2 separate regions of the Mus musculus genome follow, and region 1 is linked to region 2. A link is a contact called in public Micro-C data. All regions are on one chromosome and are shown on one strand. Each heading gives the region's core, a stretch centred on a gene start, on an enhancer-like site or on the middle of the called end of the contact. The rest is flanking DNA. Distances are from core to core; before and after follow the strand shown. Region 1 has its middle 21 kb from the start of Slc9a3. Region 2 holds the start of Ahrr (aryl-hydrocarbon receptor repressor).

Region 1 (4,379 bases), core at 5-2,504, 190 kb before region 2:
TGGTCCTGAAACTGTTTTTACCTTCACATCGTGTGTTGCTATTTTGAGTTTTTGTTCTTGATTTTTAGATCATTGACTTAGTGTGTGTGTGTGTGTGTGTGAATGTGTATATATATATATATATATATATATATATATGTATATATATATATATATATATATGAACTTGTATGGAAGCCAGAAGTAATTCTCTCTCTCTCTCTCTCTCTCTCTCTCTCTCTCTCTCTCTCTCTCTCTCTCTCTCTCTCTCTCTCTCTCTCTCTCTATCTCAGTGTTTGAGGCAGGGTCTCTCAGTGAACCTGGAGATCACTAATTGGCTGGACTGGCTCGTCAGTGAGCTCCAAAGCTGACTCAACCTGAACTCCTGAGTGCTGGGATTACAGGTTCATGCCAGTACAACCTGCTTTCATGTAGGTGCTGAAGATCTGAGCTGAACTACTCATGCCTGCCAAGGCAAGGGATTTACTAAATGAGCCATCTCCCGGATTCCTAGATTTTGGCTCTTTTGAGACACAGTCTTGCTTTGTAGTCCTGGCTGGCCTCAGACTCACTGTATAGTCCAGGCTAACCTCAGACTTGTGGCAATACTCATTCTTCTGACTCCTAGGTGTTGGGATTACAGGAATATGCCAGCATATTAGCCATACCATTTGTTTGAGTCAGAATCAACTATAGCCACAAGTCAGATTTTATGCTCCCCCATGGTCCTGCATGGGTACACACCTAGGAGCCATGCTTAGTCAAACTTGGCCTTTCCCACACATAATTACCTTATATCAAACTGGTAATATAAAAGGATTTGCCCCTGATCACACAGTTCTGTGTGTGTGCAAACCTCTATCGTTGGTGGTGGGCAGTTTTGGAGGGAACTTTAGGGATTCACACCTAAAGGTCAGATTCAGGAGCCTTGTAGTCAGGGATTGTTTCGGAATGGCTGGTCATCTGGGCAGTAGATCTCGCCTCTGTTCCCCAAGCAGATCGGGGATGCAAGCTCTCCCAGAAGCACTACCAGTTCACTCTCCTTGAGGGAAGCAGCATTTCCCTAAGGGTCTCATTTTCTAGGGGTAAGCCACCAACTTCCCCAGCTGCTGCGAATTAGGTAAGACAGGGTCCCTGAAGGCAGAACCCAGTTGCCATACTTGCCCTGTGCCAACAGGAATTGTTGTGCTGATTATTCACGAAATGGCAGTGTGTGGAGGCAGTGTTGTCCCCGGCGGTGCGTTCCACTCATAGAAGTGCAAGGTCACCCAGTGAGATAGCCACACCTCATCTCAGAGCCCACTCCAGTATTTGACTTCTGTAACCTCCCAGGCACCCTAGAAGAGGCTGGGTGCTGAGTTTCGTTTCTATTTATAGTTATCTTGTTCTATGTTGAGGATAATTTTATAACCTGATTGAAATTCCTCTGGGAAGTAGGTAGGGGTGTACACCCTAAATAGATAAGGTGCCCTGTGATTTGGTGAAAGGCAATATTCGTTTATTTCCCCTGTCGTAAAAATGCTCTACAATCTGAGTGAAGCAAGAGTTGACAACCTGGGAGATGCCCCAGAAGGGAGGTGAAGGCAGCACTCGATGATTTGCATATAAAACTCAAAATGGGAGGAGAGTTTATAGGGAGAGTAGAGCAAGGCTAGATACCCCTGCTGCCTGGTTTCCTGTTCTTCCTGTCTTCTTTTGGTGTGTCTAGCCAGTTTCTGCTCAGCCATGTGAAGAATGGACTGGAATCTCAGGGTGAAGGATGCTCAGAGGGCAGCATCCACCTCCCCAGCTGAAGCTCTTACTAATTACCATCGGGCTTAGTCTGTGGTTTCTTTTCCAGAGCCCAGTCTCCTCTTTCCATAATGGAGTCTTCTCCTCCTAGATAAGTAGAGTAGGAGAAAATATGTGAAGACTGGACCTTGCACGAGGACAGGAATGATTGGACGTTTATTCTGGCAAGGGTCACTGGAGCTGCATAGCACTGGGCTGTGGAAGTCACTTTTTTTTTTTTAAATGTAAGAACTAATATAAAGTTCCTCACTCGCCTACATTTTATTTAACAGCTTTACTGAGGGTCAATTGACATACAATCAACCCTATAAAGAATCAATTCTATGTTCTGACATGTGTCTCTACTGGAGAAAATACCACCATAAACAAGATAAGAGATTTTTCCATCACCCATAGGTCCTTGTGTCCCTGAAGTTCCCTCCCTGTTCATGACCCATCTTAGCACAGCCAACCTGGCTCACCCTGAAGGGATAGCCAGTTTTCATCTTCTAGAACTCTTACAGAATTATACACCGTGACTTTTAACCTTTTGTCTTTCTGCCTTCACTCAGAAGAGCTGTTCTGAGACTCAGTTCTGATCTGAGGCACAGCCTTAGTCATGTTCACAGGCTAGTTGTATCCCATTATATAAGTGAACCATAACCTTTCATTATGGTGCTCACTTGAGTTCTTTCCAACTTTGTCATTACTTTAGCCATCCTCACTTTCTTTGATTATGACCAACACAATGTGGTTTTTCTCCAAGACTTTAGTTTTAGCTTAACTTTTTTATTTATACTTAAAAGTTGTGTTTGTTTTTTGTTTTGTTTTGTTATGTTATGTTTTTTAAGAAATAGATAACTGGACCTTAGATGCCCCCACCTCCAATCTGAAACACTTTTAAAAATCATTTTAATTGTAGTGTTTAGACCATTTATATTTAATGTGATTGTGAAAGGTAGAACTTAAACAGGCTATTTTTGTTTTCTATTTGTTCCATCCATTCTTTGTTCTCTTTTGTTTAGTTTTCCCTTTTCTCTATGATTTCATTTTACTTCCTTTGGGGGTTTAGTTTTATTTGTTGTCTTAGAATCTCTGGCACGCCTGTATTCTCGTAGTCTCCCATCAAGTGACAACACTGAACTAAGGGACTTTCAGCTGTGTTTTCCGATTCTTCCCTCCTGGCCTTTGAGCTGTTTCGGACACACGCTTTTCCTACATACACTGTAATGCCATTTACTATGCAGTAACAATTTGCTTCCCATACCTAAGAGATCACAAGACACAATGCCTGATGTCTATAGAGTCTTGAAAGCATTTGCTTCATGTCTTATTTCTAAGTCTTTATTTGGTTCAGACCACTGGTAGTGTAATCCTGGTCCTACTTACTTCTTACTTGGAAGGGGCCTCAATTAAATAATTGTTAAAAATAACTTTTTAAAATAACATACTTTAAAAAATAACTTTTTCTTTGTTTTTATGTCATCTGTGTTCAGTGTAAAAAGAAAAAGTGAAACTTTAGATAAAAAGTAAAAGTTAATTAAAATAAGTACAATGTATCCTAAATCTTAGCTTCCAGTAGTGTACAGTAAGGCTGTGTCTGCCCAGAAACTTTTTTGCACACATCTGTATTAGTTTCCAATTTAATGACAATCACAGTGTATATGTGTGTCTGAGTTTTTTCCCCCGGTATCACATAGTTTTCCGTATCCTTGAAATTCTGTTATAGCATTGCTTATTTATAACTTTGTTTTCTGGGTTCACATAAGGGCCCACATTGACTAACAGAACTTCAGGTTGAAGTTCTTACATGATAAGTAATGGGCTAATGTGAAAGTAGGTCAGGAAGGAGCTGAACTTCCCGTCAGAGGACATATCTGAGTTGGGGCACCCACCCTTTGGGATCTGTGAGAGCTCCTACTGCTGGGGCAGGTGCTGTATCAAGTTAACATGTTCCTGGACTATAGGGACATTGAGCAGGAGCCTCTCCAGAGTGAGTACCCTAACTTTTATCTCTAGTCTCCACCACCATCAAAGCAGAGGTCTGTCTACCGCTGAACCTCAGTCTTACCACCTGGCAACCAATAACCCTGGGCTGTGGCAGTCAGACTGATGTCTAGCAGGGTTGTGTTCTAAGCCTGGGGGCATGAACAGGCTTTAAGATGTTTAGAAAGTGAGACCTGCCTTACTTACTACTTATTTACTAACGTGCAAAGGATCCTCAATTCAGTGATTCTAATATGTAGTCTGTGAAATACTCAGAACTCTAATTCATGGCAGTTCCCTTCCTGTCTGAGTCCTGTGCTATTTGAAGGCACCACAGCAATATCCTTTCTGCCTTCTAAGCTGGTCTTGTTTCTTCTCCCTGAGGACTGAAGACCTCTAGCTGAACTCTGGGGAACCTCTTGCCCCTCCACACCAACTGAAGTCCTAATCTGTTCCTAGATGGAAGCAGCTATAGACAGGAGCTGCGCTCTAAGCATCTAAAGGACCTGGACCTGAGGAACTGGGATACACTGCAAAGGGAATTTTCCTGCCTTATTCAGGAGCAGGAAGTGTATGTGACTGTCTGAGCGGCAAGAATAATCAGATGTCACAAAGTCCAAGCCTTGTAATTCTGTGAACTTTAT
Region 2 (4,016 bases), core at 362-2,861:
AGGGCCTGACCTCTGTGGCCTATGGATCTTCTACTCACTGAGACATGAGCTGACCAAATTTCTCAAGTGAAAGTAACAACTGTTTGTCATATATAACAAATAAGTAGAAAGTAGAAACAGAAAGCAGTCCCTTGTGTGCTTGTTAGCAACATTCTAGTCTTCTTTCCAGTCTTGCATCCATGATAACCCTGAGGCCATGTTGGGTTACTGGGAACACAAGGTAGAAAGAATATACTAGTTCTGAACACAAATACTGCCAGTTCTGCACAGACACAGTCAAATGGTCTATTACAATATCATCAGATGGTTGGCAATAGACACCTCACAGGGCTGCTGGATTAGCTCAGTAGGTATCCTAGTCTGGAATAATCAGCACTTGGCCATGCCCCTGCTCATGAAAAAAGACAGCCACTGCTCACTGCGTCAGGGTCTCATACCAAGGCAGGCCACTCCCCATGATGGGCAAAAGTGAACCAGACTCTGAGGCCTAGAGTGTCTCCTACTATGAGTTCCTTGATCAGGCTAGGAGAAGTTAAATTACACTGTACAGTACCCCCAAGCTCTGGGGTATCACCCAAGGTGTACACATAAGCTTCTCCTAGAGTTGAGCCTCTAAGTTTAGCTGGATACAGTCCTGAGGAGCCAAGTTACACCTCGCACCCCGGACAAGGGTAGCCAAAGTGAGAAAGATCTCATGAATCCAAACCGTAGAAACAGCTGCAAAAAATAGACCTTTTGGAGGGTGGGGGGACCCTTGTACTAGAACTGTGCAAAGCCTGAACCTCCTTCCAGGAGAAGCCCCGGGAGGGGAACGAGAGTTGTCCCCAATAGAGAGAGCTCTCCAACTGGGACTGGGGAAGCAACACAAGGCCGAGGACTCCAGGGTTTGTACCACTAAGATTTTCAGCAACACCAGGGTCCTGTCTCTTTCTGAAAGAAGCCATACACCGTAATTTTCTGCTTCTCAAAATTGGAGAAGGCAAATATTTCTGGTGCCACTAATTGGACAATTCCCGGAATGGTGGAAGTCCCTCCAAAGCGTGAATCCCTTGTTACTGCCCTCTGATCTCCATGAAAGGGCTTGCTACTGCGCCACTTTCGCTGGCTGTGCCCGTGGTGCTCCAGTCCCAGGGATAGCTAAGGCGGCCTGTGAGGAGCCCCCTTGCCATCATCTGCAAAAAACTTCTAAAAGACATTAGGTCCAAGGCAAAAGGACTCTCCAATGCGGGACAGGTATTCCCTGGCTCATTTTCGGGAGTGAAGGAGTTTGGGGACAGGATACCCAAGTCAAGAGAAAACTGACTCCTCAAAACTGAAGAACCTGACTGGCTTCCCTCAAAGGTCTGATGCCAAGAGAGAAGCCCCTGGAGTGCCCATCACTTTCAGCAATTCTGGACCCTCCAGATGCAAAAATGTGTAGCAGAAGGGGCCCCAGACCAAGCTGGACAATCTCAGAGTGGCTACAGCAGAGGCAAAGACCAGAGAGCCCCGTGAAGTCCAAGAGTACTTACCCGGGGCAGGCGGGGCGCAGAAGATCGGGCGCGCCCGCTGAGGGAGCCGCGGAGGCCAGGAGCTGTCAGCTCTCTCATCTCTGGGACCTGGCCTCAGACTAGAGAAGGAAAGCCCCACCCCAGCACGCGAGCCGCCCCGCCCGAAGCGGCAGACGCAAGGGAAAAGCGGCAGAGGGCGCACGCACATCCTTGTCCCTGCCTGCCACGCGCCCTTTCAATATTTAGGGTCCCCGGGTCTGAGTGCCTGGATAGGGTGTCACCGCTTGCTCTTCGGGTACCCGTGATCTTTGTGCCTAAATATGTTTTTACCCGGGCCTTTGGAGATCCCAGAGCAAGCCTCCAGTTTGTGCACCAAATCCCACCTGGTCCTAAGAAAATCCAGGGAGTCCTTCCTTTTGCGGAGCTGTGGGTTGGGGCCCCTTGGCCCCTGGGGCCAGAGAATGAGATCAGAATAGGTAACCAAGACTTAGCGTGTTCCTCCTTTCTTGCGCTATAGAGTTGTTTGGAAAATAAAAAAGATTAAAGATACAGTATGTTTATACTTTGCAAAGCATAAAGTATTAGTTTGCTACTTTCTGACACAGAATTTACCAAGAATGAGAAATATTAGGTACATTGGGGTCTTTCAGGGGACATTCTCGTCTAAGCTTTTCAGGACACCACATGGTGGATAGGCTCAGCCCTAAACATACCTATTCGGCTGTCCCGCCTGGCCTAGGCATCGTGACTCTTACTAACAAGCACAAGGTTCAGAGACTCCTGGAATCTCTGAAGTTCTTCGTGTGGGCAGTCTGCTCTCCATGTCCCACCCCTCATCCAGTCCCTCCCACCTTCCACCTAGGCACCCAGTCCTGATTTTGACCCTGCCCACGTTTCAGGCTCTTGGGAAGCACCCGAGTATCACACTGTCCATTGGCTAGGGTTCCTCCAAAGTACCCTTGCTTGCTTCTGCTCCTTAGATTTGAACTGGCTGTTTGTTCTGAAGGCATTCTCTTCCCTACAAGGGAACAAGGGACCAGCCCTGGGATCTCAGAAGTAAAAGGTACTTTGCCTCTTCTGTGCACAGCTCTGAACGTGAACAACTAGTTCGCGAGTTTTGTCAGAGAATCTGGAAACATAAGGGCAGTTCTGTTCTCTATTTTGTAAACAACTCTGCGTGGCAGACAACAGAGGCTCAGCAATAATGGTTGGATAAATGTATTTATATTGGGTTTTTGTATCAGACAACGTGCACCTACACTACCATGTTTTTTGTTTATTTTTGGTTTTGTTTGTTTGCTTGCTTGTTTGTTTCTAGATAGAGTTTCTCAGTGTAACTCTGGCTTTCCTAGAACTCAGAGATCCACCTGCCTGTCTCCTGAGTGTTGGGATTAAAGGCGTGTGCCGTCACCACCTGGCTCACTACCACAGTTTTTTTAAAAAAAATGATTAATTGTATTTTAATCTGTTTTTTTTTTAATGTAAACTATGCCTAGAAAAACTTGGTCTGTTAGAACTGAAGTTATTGTAAATTTGTTTTTAATTTTCATAGTTTGTGATTCTTGTGTATCTCTCAAACACCATCACTGCAGTGATAATGAGGTGGTGATGGTATCTGAGAGAGGTTCTGCTCTGCATAACCTGGTGATGGGGGGGGGGCACTGGCATCTATAGGTACCCTAAGAATTTGGGCTTTGCTGTCCCTTTCAGGACCTTTGGGTCTTTCTAGAAAGAGCTTGCACTCCCTCCTCCACTCTGCCACTTAAGACAAATAAAAGTCCCCCCACACTTACTTTGTCCCCTCAGAATCAATGGGAATGGGATACTTCCACTATTGATTCCTGGACTGCAGGGCAGTGGAGGATTGCTCTACCCAAACACAGCAAGAAACTTGGTCCTTGATACCTTCAGAGGTATAGGTCGCCAATTTCGGTTGCTCCTCATCTTTTTCTCACAGTCTCAAGTCTCTGTAGAAATGACCCTTCCAGAGGAAATACCACCTCTAAATCCTGAGGACCCAGCAGGCAGAGCACTCCATGTTAGGAGCCCCAACTCTTAAGGTATTTCACACTAACATGGCTCTGGCCTCCTCAGCAGTGTTTCCTGGACTATCCTGCACTTGCAACTTCCATTCATATAGCTGTCCAGGGTCCCTGCATACTCTACAGATATGATCACCCGCCCATCACTAAAATGGTTAAAATTCAAATGACACCCCCCACACACACACACAGCCTTTCATTTGGACTACTTGCTGTCCTCTATTCTGCATGTGAGGAATTGAGTACTGCTGAGGGCTTGGGAAATTCAAAGAATGCCAGGTACCACAGCCAGCCCTAGGAACTCTGCTCTGGATGTGGCAGTTCCAGAAAGCTGCTGCCACACCACCCAGATTAGGGCCACTGGAAGGTACCTAAGGCCAGATTCAGCTCCTAGACCTGACAGAGGCATCTGGAAGTGCAGAAGGATTAAACCGCTTTCTTTATAGCTGGGCTTCTTTGATATGACTTCAACTACTCCTGGCCT

The links. A called contact is a pair of places that touch in the nucleus more often than the background predicts.
Region 1: a contact with region 2 is called in a Micro-C map of granulosa cells, with 3 times the contacts expected there. The contact joins the enhancer-like site here to the promoter of Ahrr in region 2. A contact is called at or near these places in 27 of 39 promoter capture datasets (the 3T3-L1 cell line, 3T3-L1-derived adipocytes, the C10 cell line and 18 more), 10 of 15 datasets of contacts at CTCF or cohesin (CD8 T cells, the G1E-ER4 cell line, the NIH/3T3 cell line and 4 more), 233 of 484 Hi-C or Micro-C datasets (the 3T3-L1 cell line, the 63-12 cell line, the AML12 cell line and 125 more), 22 of 115 datasets of contacts at active chromatin or transcription factors (the 230-238 cell line, PVALB interneurons, Th17 cells and 16 more) and 5 of 9 other capture datasets (adipose tissue, embryonic stem cells, liver and 2 more).

What each region holds. Positions count from the first base shown.
Region 1 is chr13:74,097,872-74,102,250 of GRCm38.p6, forward strand. It overlaps a transcript of Slc9a3 not described here. Among named protein-coding and RNA genes, the nearest start is that of Slc9a3, 21 kb to the right of the region's middle. Within about 2 kb of position 1,255, at least 8 of the 459 cell types and tissues checked have an H3K27ac peak or open chromatin away from gene starts, as enhancers often do. A contact at or near this core is called in granulosa cells, where this site is marked.
Region 2 is chr13:74,290,720-74,294,735 of GRCm38.p6, forward strand. Ahrr (aryl-hydrocarbon receptor repressor) reads right to left here and starts at 1,612. Exons shown (of 11, transcript NM_009644.3): 1 at 1,512-1,612.